Linked DNA regions of Mus musculus: regions 1 and 2 are each linked to region 3. A link is a contact called in public HiChIP or PLAC-seq and promoter capture Hi-C data. All regions are on one chromosome and are shown on one strand. The core of a region is the stretch at or near the end of the contact, and the rest is flanking DNA. Distances in the headings are between cores, read along the strand shown.

The links. Promoter capture Hi-C pulls out the DNA fragments that hold promoters and counts their contacts. HiChIP or PLAC-seq counts read pairs in DNA pulled down with a chosen protein or histone mark.
Region 1: a FOXA1 HiChIP or PLAC-seq map of pancreatic cancer cells shows a contact between it and region 3. The contact joins the enhancer-like site here to the promoter of Optc in region 3. A contact is called at or near these places in 7 of 39 promoter capture datasets (the 3T3-L1 cell line, 3T3-L1-derived adipocytes, the HPC-7 cell line and 3 more), 1 of 15 datasets of contacts at CTCF or cohesin (the NIH/3T3 cell line), 20 of 484 Hi-C or Micro-C datasets (CD8 T cells, the G1E-ER4 cell line, the HPC-7 cell line and 14 more), 27 of 115 datasets of contacts at active chromatin or transcription factors (craniofacial prominence, differentiating embryonic stem cells, double positive thymocytes and 19 more) and 2 of 9 other capture datasets (adipose tissue and pancreatic islet).
Region 2: a promoter capture Hi-C map of embryonic stem cells shows a contact between it and region 3, with 5 times the contacts expected there. The contact joins the enhancer-like site here to the promoter of Optc in region 3. A contact is called at or near these places in 15 of 39 promoter capture datasets (the 3T3-L1 cell line, the C10 cell line, the HPC-7 cell line and 10 more), 8 of 15 datasets of contacts at CTCF or cohesin (CD8 T cells, the G1E-ER4 cell line, the NIH/3T3 cell line and 4 more), 33 of 484 Hi-C or Micro-C datasets (3T3-L1-derived adipocytes, B cells, the Ba/F3 cell line and 19 more), 22 of 115 datasets of contacts at active chromatin or transcription factors (the HPC-7 cell line, SST interneurons, Th17 cells and 15 more) and 3 of 9 other capture datasets (adipose tissue, liver and pancreatic islet).

What each region holds. Positions count from the first base shown.
Region 1 is chr1:134,065,222-134,069,821 of GRCm38.p6, forward strand. No RefSeq gene overlaps it. Among named protein-coding and RNA genes, the nearest start is that of Gm19497, 6.6 kb to the left of the region's middle. RefSeq lists an enhancer at 1-951. Within about 2 kb of position 2,075, at least 140 of the 459 cell types and tissues checked have an H3K27ac peak or open chromatin away from gene starts, as enhancers often do. A contact at or near this core is called in CD8 T cells, the N1E-115 cell line, Th1 cells and 10 more, where this site is marked.
Region 2 is chr1:133,707,061-133,711,196 of GRCm38.p6, forward strand. The region is part of intron 19 of Atp2b4 (ATPase, Ca++ transporting, plasma membrane 4); the gene reads right to left. Among named protein-coding and RNA genes, the nearest start is that of Mir6903, 18 kb to the right of the region's middle. Within about 2 kb of position 2,436, at least 12 of the 459 cell types and tissues checked have an H3K27ac peak or open chromatin away from gene starts, as enhancers often do. A contact at or near this core is called in embryonic limb bud, embryonic stem cells and palatal mesenchyme, where this site is marked.
Region 3 is chr1:133,904,876-133,908,877 of GRCm38.p6, forward strand. It overlaps Optc (opticin), which reads right to left and starts at 2,298. Exons shown (of 7, transcript NM_054076.3): 1 at 2,056-2,298; 2 at 102-381. The coding sequence starts at 2,159.

The DNA of each region.
Region 1 (4,600 bases), core at 825-3,324, 160 kb after region 3:
AACAGGAAAGCCTATTGACCAAGCAGTAGCTGTGACAGGGAAGTGATTTGCCTTTTGTAAAAACAAGAGAAGCCACTAAGCCCTGAGCCTCCACCCTGAGCTGGACTGGTAGGAGAGGAAGTGGGTCACAACCAACACAGGAGTTTCTGTGTTTTGCATTAGGGCTGGGAAGTCAGGGGCTGGAACTCTGTGCTGAGATGAAGCAATCAATCCATCCAGCTGGTTGGTCTGTATTGGACTAGGAGTTTTCTGACTGGAATGAGTCAAAGGGCAACGGAGACTCTAGTGCATGCCTAGGACCAATAGGCTGTTCCCTACAGCCAACAGCCCTTGTCCCAACTTCCTGTTCTGCTCCGTGTTTAGTACAGACACTGTGAAGGGTGAGTAATCTCAGAGCTGATCTCATAACCCTTCCGTTCAGGTTCAACTATGACAGATAAACAAAGACAACACTATAGAGAACATGTGCACACCACACACACAAGCACACTCACTCACACACACAGATGCAAGCTACCACTGCCAAAGGCAAAGTCGGGCATGGTGGCACATGCCAAGAACTCCAGCACCCCAGAGGCAGGAGAACCACTGCAAGTTTGAGGCAAGCCTGAACTACAGAGACCATGATTCAAAAAAGAAAAGAAAGAAACAAAGAAAGAGAAAGACTGCAAAAATAGCAGGATTCACACACACACAAAGTGTAGGGAAATATAGATGAGTAGTAGAGAGCTCCATTAGCTTTCAAGAGGCCCTGGGTTCAATCACCACCGCTACCACCAAGATAAAAACCACTATAGAAATGGTCACAATGGTCTGAGAAGAAGCAAGCGGTCTAAGCCTGGGCATAAGAGATGCGTAAGGACTGGATTCCAGACTGGTCACCTTTTCTACTACCTGCAGAGAGTAAATTGTGATGTGGTATAAATTCCCTGCCTTTCAGACCAGAAGGCTAATGGCAGCAGGGAGAGATGGGAAAAAGGCTGGATTCAGCATGGCTTTGATAGTAATAATGATGATAATGATGCTTCCTCATAATCTCTTTACCCTCTTGCTTTCTGCCTCTTCTTTCCTCCTCCTCCTCCTCCTCTTCCTCCTCCTCCTCCTACTCCTCCTCCTCCTCCTCTTCCTCCTCTTCCTCCTCCTCCACCGCTGCTGCTTCTGTTTATTTAGGCAGTCCTATATTTGAGTTTCCTGCCATTTGCTAACAGTGTGTCTGTGGACAGTTTGCTTAACCTGAGCCTCTGTTTTCTGACTGATAGCCTAATAATGTCAACCCCACGGAGCTGCCCTGAGGGTTTAATGAAATGAGGTACATCCCACTAATGTCATGCTTTATTATGGGTTTTGTCAGCCGTCACAAACTTAACCCCAGCAAAGGAGAAAGGCAGTAACACTCTCATGCATCCATTTACAGCATTGCTGAAGTCCTACTATGTGCCAGGCCCATTGCAAACATTACAAACACAACACAGGATCCAATCCCACAGCCCTGACCTCTTAGAGTTAACAGCCCGGCAGCAGAAGAGAGAGAAATGAAACTATCATGCAGAGATGTATTCATTTCAACTCAGATGAAGAAAATGAGACCAAAATCACTACCCTGCCTACCTGGGTGAGCGGCTAGGGAGAGACCTCAAACTTCTCAGGTTTGCCCCAAGCTGCCTGTGGCTGGGATATAAGGGTTAGAATCAAAGTAAGAGGCATTTAGGTGTTTCAAAGCATGAGATATGGATACTGAGACTTTCCCAGGATCTCCTGCAGACAATTCCATCTGTCTCATGGCTGGGGGGTGAAGTGGGTGACCTGGTATGATCTGAGGTTCTTACACTGGGATTTGAATTAATAATGGTCAAGGTCCTTCCTTGCAGGGGTGGGGTGGGGGAGATTTGCCCTCACTTTAAGCCCTGAGCCCTCATTTCCCTCCAAAGGGGAATTGGGATCAGAGATGTGAATGCTCCCTTCCTCGTGACTCACCGGCAGCCCTGCCCTGCCCTCCCTCCTTATCCATCACTGTTTACACACTCTCTTAAAAGTCAGGTGTCAAGAGGCAGCTGCTGTTTGTGGTCTATTCTCCTCAGATACAGGAGCACGGACCTCCCACGGCCGGCTGCCATTGGCTAAGGAGAAACCAGAACTGAATCCCTCCTCGCTCCAGCCAGCAAATAGAGAGGGTACAGGAAACACCTGGAGGAGAGGGCAGCTGGCAAGGGAGCTTGCCTCTGCCAAGGAGAAGAAAGGTTTAGGGGTATAGAGCTGGGGGAGGGGCCCAGTGCTTAATCGCACTGTTCTTGGTATCCACCAGCTGCCCAGAACTGACAGCTGAACTACACAAGTGATGCTGCCCCCTGCCCTACCCCCACCCGACACCACACACAGACACACACACACACACAGACACACAGACACACACACACACACACAGACACACAGACACACACACACACAGACACACACACAGACACACACACACACACACACACAGGGTCGATCCTCTTGGGCACTAGCTTTCACAGTGCCAGGACAAGAGCAACCATCCAGAAAGACTCCTTGGAGGGATTTTCATCTGTTCACCTCCAGCCTCTGACTTTGAGTCTCTTTAAATGGAGTAAATTTGAACCATGGGTCCAAAGCATGAAAACAGATTCCTTAAGGGATGTACAAGCTCGTCTTCCAGGAGCACATGTCCACTTATTTGCAAACATATGCATCTAGCTGTCCACCTGTATATGCCCATTTGCTACATAGTATCTCAAGCTGTGGCTCAGAGTGGAGCCGGCTTAACTAGAAAAGCAAAAGGAACTCCCCGGTCCTTGTCCACCCAGAAGATGTTGGCTAGCGCGGAGTAAGCAGACTCAACTTAGGAAGCTCCTTCGCCCTTCTTAGAAGAGTCCCCTAAGAGAAGTGTCTCTTTTAGACCCAGAAAGGGAGGATGGGGAAACCTTACAGAGCAAACCTTACAGCTGCCTGTAGCCATTAAGTGGTGTGTCTTTTCATTTGACTGCCAGTGACCTTAGGCCCACTCTGCACAAAGTTCTGGACTAACACACAAGCCATGAAGGGGAATAAAAGACTTGAGGTCCCTGCTGTAGGGATGCTTATGGTGGGCAGTTAGAAATAGGACCCAAGCTTGTAGATCCCCACGACATCGACAGGATAATACAAGAACTGCTCCTCGAAGCTGGGGGCGTAGCGCAGTTGGTAGAATACCCAGTTGGCAGAACAGAGCTCTGGGTTTGGTCTCTAGCACGAAAACTAGGAGTGGTGATGTCCACGTGGAATCTGGCAGTCAGAAGGGAGAGGCAAGAGCATAAAAACAAGCCCAATATCACCGCCAGGTACATTCTGAGTTCAAGGCCAGGCAGGGCAACGTGAGGAAAAAACGAGAGTATATACTAATTGCATTTAATATAAGTTTAAACAGTAGTAAAATGTGTGTCCATCATAAAGCTCTGGAATGAGGCTGTGTTCAGAAAGTGTGCGCAGCTTTCCTAAGCCCCGAGGTAAGTACATACTCAGCGGTCCGTGCAGTCACTCGGTGCACGCATCAGAAGAGGCAAGACGAGGAAGAACAAGCGTGCATTCTGCTTTTGTTTTTGGTTTGTTTGTTTGGTTGGTTGGTTGGTTGGTTTTTTGTTGTTGTTGTTTTGTTTTGTTTTGTTTTGTTTTTCGAGACAGGGTTTCTCTGTGCAGCCCTGGCTGTCCTGGAACTCACTCTGTAGACCAGGCTGGCCTCGAACTCAGAAATCCACCTGCCTCTGCCTCCTGAGTGCTGGGATTAAAGGCGTGCGCCACCATCCCCAGCATGCATTCTCCTTTTGTTTCTGTTCTTTTTTCTTTTGTTTGTTTGTGGGGTGCTTTGTTTTGTTTTGGCTTTTTGGCTTTGTTTGTGTTTTGACTTTTTTTTTTTTTTAAATAGGGTCTCTTAGTGTGGCCCTGGCTGTCCTGGAACTCTTTCAGTAGACCAGGCTGGGCTTGAACTCACAGAGATCTGCCTGCCATCTGCCTCCTCATAAAAGGTGTGAGCCACCGCGGTCCAGCACACATGTTCTGCTTTAAGACGGTGTCCACCCTCCCCTCCTGGTGATGCCAGCTTTGCTTTCTTCCTCTGTGGTCCAGGCTATTATATCTCAGTGAGCTTAGGACTGTGGTATTGCAAGATGTCAGGGTGAGTGCCTGGGTACACAGGAGAGGTGTTCAAACCCCAAAGAAAGAACTTCTGTGTCACACATACACTGTCAAAGCAGAAAACCTTACAGACACGGGCAGGGCTTTAGGGCAGCAGTTCTCAGCCTGTGGGTCATCAAGATTCCTTTGGCATATCTCTATCCCCCCAAATATTTACATTATGATATTCATAACAGTAGCAAAATTACAGTTATGAAGTAGCAATAAGAATAATTTTATGGCCAGGGTCCCCACAACATGAGGAACTCTATTAAAGGGTTGCAGCATTAGGAAGGCTGAGAGCCACTGCTTTACAGAGAGACTAACAGGAAAGAATGTGGCAAGGTAAGGAGTCCCAACTTGGCATTTATTTCCTTCTTGTGGGTTTGGAATGGAATGAGAAGCAACAGGAATAAATGACACAATGCAATAGAAC
Region 2 (4,136 bases), core at 1,186-3,685, 200 kb before region 3:
AACAACAAAAAAAATTAGTGGTTTGAGAAGAGAAACAACTCCCGCCCCCAACTATAAAACATGATGGCTCAACAACCCAAACCATCACACGCCTCGGATCTCAAGCACAGGGCGTGGAGTGACTGATGGCAGTCGGTGAGGATGTCTCAAAGGTTACATTCCAAAAAGTAGCACAAAGCAAACAGCATTCCAAAAGAATCCACTCTTAAAATGAAACAAACCAAGGGACTGATTGGTTAGTTCTTCTGGATAGAGGACAGCATGTTGGAACAAGGTGACATTAATGGAAGAACTTAAAAGGCAATTCACACAGGTGACTTTCTGTATTGAGGCTGGCCTCTTCTTGTGCATGTGGGATGAGAAAATTACACACAGCAGCTCTGTTATCTGTTTCAACCCCTCAACAGCCAAAGTTCATGAAAACTGCACATGATAAACACTGAGTGACAAGTGACCATGGATACTGTGCACAGGCAGACAAGCCAATCTTCATTCCACAGCATGCAGGGAAATTAAAAGTCCCTAACTGTAATTCAGAAGCCATGCATATCCCTTTCCATCCCACCGCCTCTGCTGTGTCCCCTCCCCCACAGAAGGGAGGGCTGCCTCTCCTTTCCCTAGAAGATGCAGATAAAACCCAGGTATGAAAAGAAGCCTTTCCCTGTCTACTGAGGAAGGCCTGGTGTTCATCCTTCAACTGCACACCCACGCCCAATCCACAGCAACGTTGCTCAGACCCAAAGTGTACCTTCATGCTGCTTTGCCCAGCCACCTGCATATTGTGAAGAGGAACATGACCTAGTGTGAAGATACAGAGTTACCAGGAGAGGAACCTGATCCAGGAGGCTGGCTTCAAATGAGTGGCTTTTCTGCTGGGACAGTTGAAAAGAATGACGGAGACACTTTGCAGTGTTCCTGAGTAAATGGGCAAATATGTTGCCTGGTCAGCCTCCTTTCTACTGCATAGAAGAAGGGACTTGGTGGCTCAGGGGTCTAGGGAAGACTGACTGCGATGAATCCTGGGGGCAGCTTTTGCTTAATCCTAAGCATAAGCTCCTTGGGTGTTTTCGTTGTTTGCTGCTTTGCTTTGCTAATTCTACATGTCCGAACTGTGTCACTCAAGTGTGGCTTTGAATCTGGGTTGGTAGACTGGGATGCAGTGTTGGGGAGGGGTGGAGGCCAGGGAAAGCTGGTGGCTCTAGGATGTCTTCTATTGAGGGAAGTGGTCAATCCTAGTCTGGTTCAGACCCATTCTTCCTTGGAAAAGAAACAAGATTGATGCGAAAGAAATTGTTAGGGAGGAGGAGTGGATGCCGGGTGGTAAGAGTGTCTCTTTAATTCCTCTGCTGTTTAAACAAAAAATACATCCCTAGGGAAGAAGCGAGAACGTGGAGGTAGCAGCGCACACAAACAGCCAAATAAACCAGCTGGGTTTCCTGTCCTGGGTCCTCTCATAATTTTACAGATCCCTCAAAGATACTGCCTACAGAAGCCTCACCATCAGAGCTGTAGCTCTCTCTTCTCTGGCTAAGCCTTTCCCTCCCTGGCCTCTCTCCTCTATAGCTACAGACCCACCCAATGACTGGAGTGTTCAGGGCTTGGAAGGCAAGAGACTCTGCCACTCAACTGTAAGCTCAACCCTGCAGCATACATAAGAAATGTAACCTCAGGAACAGCAGCGAGGGCCTGCTTTCCATCCTTCCGTGGTTCTACTGGCCGTCTGATGGTGAATTTCACCAGTCAGGTTGCCTCTGTTCGGATCTGGGTAAGAAGATCAGGCAGAATGGAAGCTCCCTCAAATCTTTGGGTGGTCCCAAGTTTTCTGTAACCTATACTTGATATATTTGAGCAAGACAAGATAGACTAAGTGAGCTGAAACTCAGTCTTCTCCCTTAACCCTGGTAGAGATGCCCCGGCCAAGGGACAGGATTAAAGTCTGTAGGTTAGTACATAGGAATACCGCCACCTGATGTTGCCATTTCTACATTCTTCGGAGTTCTACAGGATGGCAGGGACCTTTATAGCTTTAAACCTTCTTGCTTCTAGTTTTTTGTTTGTTTGTTTATTTGTTTGTTTTTAACTGGATATTTTATTGCAACAATTATATGTGCATTATGAAAAGAGTTGATTTTTGAAAATTAGGATTGAAGGGTCTGGAGTATGTTTGCGGGCTTGTCCTCTCTCTTGTTGGGGTGATTAACAACCCTCTTATAGGCAAACAAATACAGGAGATAAAGTAGAAAGGGGGGGTCCGGTGGGAAAATAGGGCCACCTTTGGGGGAGGCAAGAACAGTTGTCCACATAGATTCAGGACTTCTAGACACTAAGGGGAACCAGCCACCTGGAAGGAGGCCCAAGCAAGGAGTCAGGGGACTGGGGAGGACCACCTGGCCTAGGGGTGGGGGAAGGGTGAGGCACAGAGTGGTGGGGGTTGTGCCAGATGCTCAACTCCAACACTGGCTCAGAGATCATGTGCTGCCGGACAGCCAGTCACACAGTGACTATATTACTTACTGTGATCTGGGCCTGGAGCACAGAATCCGGTGTGTAAGCAGTATGTGGGGATGAGGAGGGCTGCTGGAGCAGACATGGGAAAAGCATCACCTGCTTCCTGCTTAGCCAGGAAATGTTTCCTGAGGGGCTGATTAAAGGGGTTCACCGGGAGGGAACCCAAAGCAGGTGAGTGTGGAGCACACTTGGAAGCTTAGCTGGTCTGATGAAGGTGCCATTTCCCCATGGGAATACTGTACTTTTCCACTCCCCTTTCATAGGCTAGGGGTAGAGAGCTATGGGACTTCCTTCCAGAGGGAAGCCTCAGGGAACTTGGGGAGATCCGGATGCACAGTCGGAGTCATTTAAAACTGGGATGGCAAAGCAGGTGAGAGGGTTAAACACACAACCGCAACTCCTGGGGTCTCCAGGGAAGGGGCGTGCCGGAGAAAGTAGGTGTGGTCTATTTCTTCTTTGATCTAAACTTTTAGGGGCACAGGGTATGTGGTTTACCAGTTCCTCTGAGCCCACTGGTCTCTGTCCTCTGCCATTAAGTCCCCAGGACAGCCAGCTCTTTCTACCAGAGACATGTGAATGAACAATTCAGCAAGACTCTTAGAAAGGGAGGGCAAGAGCTGGGCGTGGTGGCGCACGCCTTTAATCCCAGCACTCGGGAGGCAGGGGCAGGCGGATTTATGAGTTCTAGGCCAGCCTGGTCTACAAAGTGAGTTCCAGGACAGCTAGGGCTACACAGAGAAACCCTGTCTCGAAAAAAAAAAAAGAAAGGGAGGGCAGAACTAAGAGAGAGAAGAGATTAGTAGAGGAATGTGGCAGGACTAGAAGGAGAGGTTTTTGCAGGGTAAGACTTTTTAGTGTCTTCAGGCCTGCCTTTGGGCCTCAAGAAACAGCAGGTATCACTTTGACCCCACCCTCAACTCAAAACTCTTACCAGAACTTTTATGGGTGGCTAAAAGGCAAAAACAAATTGAAGCCTGGGCAGTCATGTGATCACAGGCCACTGGCAACTCAGGGCTGGTTGTGGGAAGGGATGGATGGGACACTCAAGTATGTAACATGTGTGATGACAGAGGACATTCCCTCACTGGAAACCGTGCTGACTGTCTCCCCTCTGCCTCCCGTTCTGGGAAGGTAAATAGACCAGAAACAGGAAGGCAGTAGCAAGTGTCTAATAATCTACCAGAGGGAGCAGCAAGTCCTACGTTAAAACCGGACAGGTGCCAATTAAGCCTGGACAGACAGGGTTTCCTAAAACGGAATATGCAAAGTATGATACAAAGGCTAGCTGGACAATCAAACTAGACGAAACAATGAGAAGTGGGGAGGGGAGGGCGTAAACTCACAATCCTCCTGCCTTAGCCTCCGACAGCTGGGTTGTATGTGCGCTAATTGGTTCTGGAACTAGAGTTTGATTTAAGGTCATTTCTGAGAGGTAAGACACCACTCGTTGAGCTGACTTCCTCTTTCCAATCTAAGTTACAACTTTTGTTGCCAGCTAACAGTACACTGGTAGCCAAAAAGACTGTTATCAGTGAACAGTTCAGTACTGGCTCCATCAGGACAGACCCTGGCTAAGCATCCCCTGGGCAGAGGCTCCCTCACCCCTAAGTACACAGAGTTCCTAGTCC
Region 3 (4,002 bases), core at 1,048-3,547:
TAAAAGTGTTGGGAGAGGTTTGTATTATAGGGCAGGTGAAAAGGGATCTGGTCCCTAATCCCGTTTCTTGCAGGGATTCCAAATCATCTCTGTCCCCTCACCTCAGGGATCTGGTCTCCATAGTCTGCCAGTTCTTCATAGTTGCTGAGATCAATGACCTCGTTGTAGTCCTCTATGCTCAGGGTATGGTTCCCCACATACAGGGACGCGTAAGTGTCACCTTCCTCAGGGCTCTGCTCTTCTCTTTCTCTCTCCCCTAGGAGAGAAGCTGTCTCTGCCTTCTGCAGCACCAAGCTCAACAGACTCAGGAAAGCCAGGAACTTCATGAGGTTCTGAGGGAGGGGTAGGAGTGGGAATGGCTGAATCCCTCTGAGGTACATCCTGTGGGTAGAGGGCAGAAGGGCCGTTATTTTAGCTTGGCTTGTAAGAATGGCTCACCAAGTTAGGCAGCCTCCAACCTGCATACTTGCTCACTCTTGCCCTCTGACACACAAGCTCACTCAGCATCCTCATCTCACACTCTTTAAAGTCCGGTCTGTATCTGGAGGTATCTTTAGCCATCATTCCCACTGCGCCTCACAGTGTGGTGATCCATCACTCGGGCTCCTGTGGACAGCTTCCACAGGCTGGCTTACTCATTTCACCACAGACGTGCATACCAGAGTCCCATGTTTACTCACCTGCTGGGCACTGGTGCATTTGCACCAATATTCTCTAAGAAACAACCACATATTCAGGAGAAACCCCCCCCCCTCTCATCAAAACAAAAAACAAAACAAAACAAAAACAGTAGCAGCAATAACAACAACAAAATAGCCTTAGAAAAACTACATTAAAGAGACTTTTGGCTGGGCATGGTAGCGCATTCCTTTGATCCCAGTACTTGGGAGGCAGAGGCGGGCAGAATTCTGAATTCGAGGCCAGCCTGGTCTACAAAGTGAGTTCCAGGACAGCCAGGGCTATACAGAGAAACCCTGTCTCAAAAAAACGAGAGAGAGAGAGAGAGAGAGAGAGAGAGAGAGAGAGAGAGAGAGAGAGACTTTTGTTTCCTTTTTTCTTTTTCTTTTTTTTTGTGAGATAGGCTCTCATGTACCCTAGGTTGGCTTCAAACTTATGTAGTGGAGAAGGACTTTGAACTTTTGATCCTCCTGCCTCTACCTCCCATGGGCTGGGATTACAGGTGTGCACTATCATGCCTGGTGTATGAAATGCTGGGTATCTAGCACAGAGCTTCAAGCATGTTAGACAAGCCTGCTACCGACTGAGCTCTCTCCCTAACCCTACTTGTGGCTACTCTAAGGCCACTCGGTCCTTCAGTCACTTAAACATCCATGGGACGTTTATTAAGTTGTAGTCCCCGGATATTCCTCTCTCTGGAGGTGCAGAAAGGAATGAGGTCCAGTCCTTTGTAGGAACAACCAGTCACTTTGGAGACAAAGTCTTAGAACTTAACATACAATGTAAAAGAAGGACGTTGGCTGGTAACATCGCCTTAGAAATGCAGCATTTTAGAAACACGTTGTGGAAAGCAGAGGGTTGGTATGAGGTTCTGCAGTGTTTTGCCATCAGAAAGCTCGGCAGCTATCTGTATACATATGTGTCTGCACTTGGGTTCCTGGGAGGACATGGTGTGCAGGCGTATGAGCACAGACGTCGTCTGCAGGTCACTCACATCTGTGCAGGCAGGTGGAGGGCTGAGTGTGCTGTGGATACGGAAGTGCCTGCAGCATCGTAGCCATCCATCTGCAGCTGATTACACAGCCCTCCCAAAGCCGCCTGCGCAGGTTTCTTCCTAATCTCAGCCGGGCTGAATGGTAAGTCCCCAGCAGTAGTAAGAGGTCGTATCTCTCTGTTCCCTATTCCCACTCCAAACTGAAATCTATGCTCTTCAAGACCACCCCCAAGGCAGTTTACTGACCACCCGGAAGCCCCTCGCAGCTTCTTTGATCAGAGCCTTGTACTCTTGCCATTCTCTGCCCAGTTCCTGCCACAGCCCCGACTCCATCCCTTTGCTTTTGTGCCAGTGGGCATGAGGCCTCCAACCTTGGACCTTACCTTTTAGATGCTTTTGGTTCCGTCTGGCTCAGCAGCTTCCAGGGAGCTTCTGGTGGAGATGATGACTGCCTGTCAGAGCAGGGGACAGCTAGACACCCCCTCATCTATTGGCCAGGGAGAGGACGAGTGGTTGGCCAGGGATGCATGTGTCTAATTAGATTCCCCATTCTTTCAAGTGCCCTGCTGTTTCCCTTCCTTTTTCCTCAGGGGTCCCTAATCTCATTTCTTCACTTAATGAACAGGAATTCTTTGTGTGGGGGTGAACACACACACACACACACACACACACACACACACACACTCATGGCCGCTACACCTTCTTCTCTGATCTTTGAGGGTTGGTCAGTTAGATTCCAGAAGACTCATCCAAGCTGAGGTTTCTTGGATGGATGGAGCTTGCTGTCCCTGTCCCCATCCCCATCCCCCACCCCACCCCACCTCCACTCCCTCAGAAATAACGACACTGGACTTCATAGATGGAATCCAAAGAAAAAAAGAGCTTGAACTGGGGCACCCCACTCAGCCCTATCCCTAGAGCACTGTGGTGGTACAGCAGGAGACAGGGAGTCGGGTAAGATGTAAAGACTAACTTCAAGCTCACAAGCAGTGGTCACCAACAACAAGACAGGAAGTTCTCTAACTCCCGTAGGAAGAAAGGACAAGGACAGGAGTGGGACATTGGCTTACAAACACCCAAGACATTGTCATTGTGCATAGCCTCTGGCCTGGAACCTAACACTTCTCTCCCAACTCTGACTTTCCATGGGCCCCATCTTTCTTTGGGATGTGCCTCAGATATCCCCAGAAGAGGGTAGGGGCTGGCGAATGTCATCCGGATTCCGCTGCCCAGGCTCTTCTCAGATGCTCTCCACCCCCTCCTCCTTTCCTCTGGTCACACCCTGAATCCCAGCAGGGAGGCCCTCTGAAGACCACCGATACAGGACGAAACAGAGGGCAAAAGAGAAACGATTGGTCCAAGGTCACCCAGGCCTAGCCGAGCACTACATTTTGAGTGTTAGATTCTGAGTTCACAAGGCTCACCTTCTTACAACTTCATCTCAGGAATCCTGAGAACACAGTGACTCTACCCTCAGAACAGATGGCCTTAGCAGAACCCACCCCCAGCTTGCGATGCCAGGTGAGTGGGCAGACCTAATAGACCCCGAGGACTCCTCAGCTGCTGTGGGAAGGGGATTCCGGCAGCCAGAAGAGGCCGCCTGCCAGAACAAGGCTGTTTTGTCTCGGAGATCCCCCATCTGGGAACTGACAGCTTCAGAAACTCGGCTGGGTGGAAGGAGATAAAAGTCACAAGCCAAGAGGACGCCCTCGAAGCAGATGGCACATTTGGCTGGCCCTACCCCTTCATTCTGTTCTTCCAGAGACCCTCGGGCCCCACAGACAGCCGAGACCGTGGCCCCCTCCCAACTCCACGCAATTTATCCCTACAAGGAATATAGATGAGACTGTTCATTCATTTCCCCCTGCCACCTGCTCTCACACTTCTCCCTGCTCTCGGTGACACACCCCCCTTCACACTCCCGCCGCTCCTCTCCCACCCCACCCCGCCCCAGTCGCGCCATCTCGCCTGAGCGTCCGCCCCCGCAATCCCAGGCTGCGCAGCCAGCCCTGCACAGCGCCTGCGCCTGCTCCCACGCACTCCCCGCCCCCCGCCCCCCCGCCCCCCCAGGCAAACCCTGCGATGCAGGCAGGCTCTCATCCTACACTTTCTCCCAGCTTCTATTCCCGCCTTCACAAGCTTGCGGTCGGTCGTTCCCATGGATTTCGGGGGCATTGGTGGATGGGAACGTGGACCTGTGTGGGAAGCGGCAGGCGGGCGGGCACAGCCCCTGATCCACGAGCCTGCCAAGCGCTGCCCTTTAACAGAGACACGAGGTGTTACTGGTGAGCTAGAGGCAACAGGCCATGTGGACACAGAAGTCTGGCCAG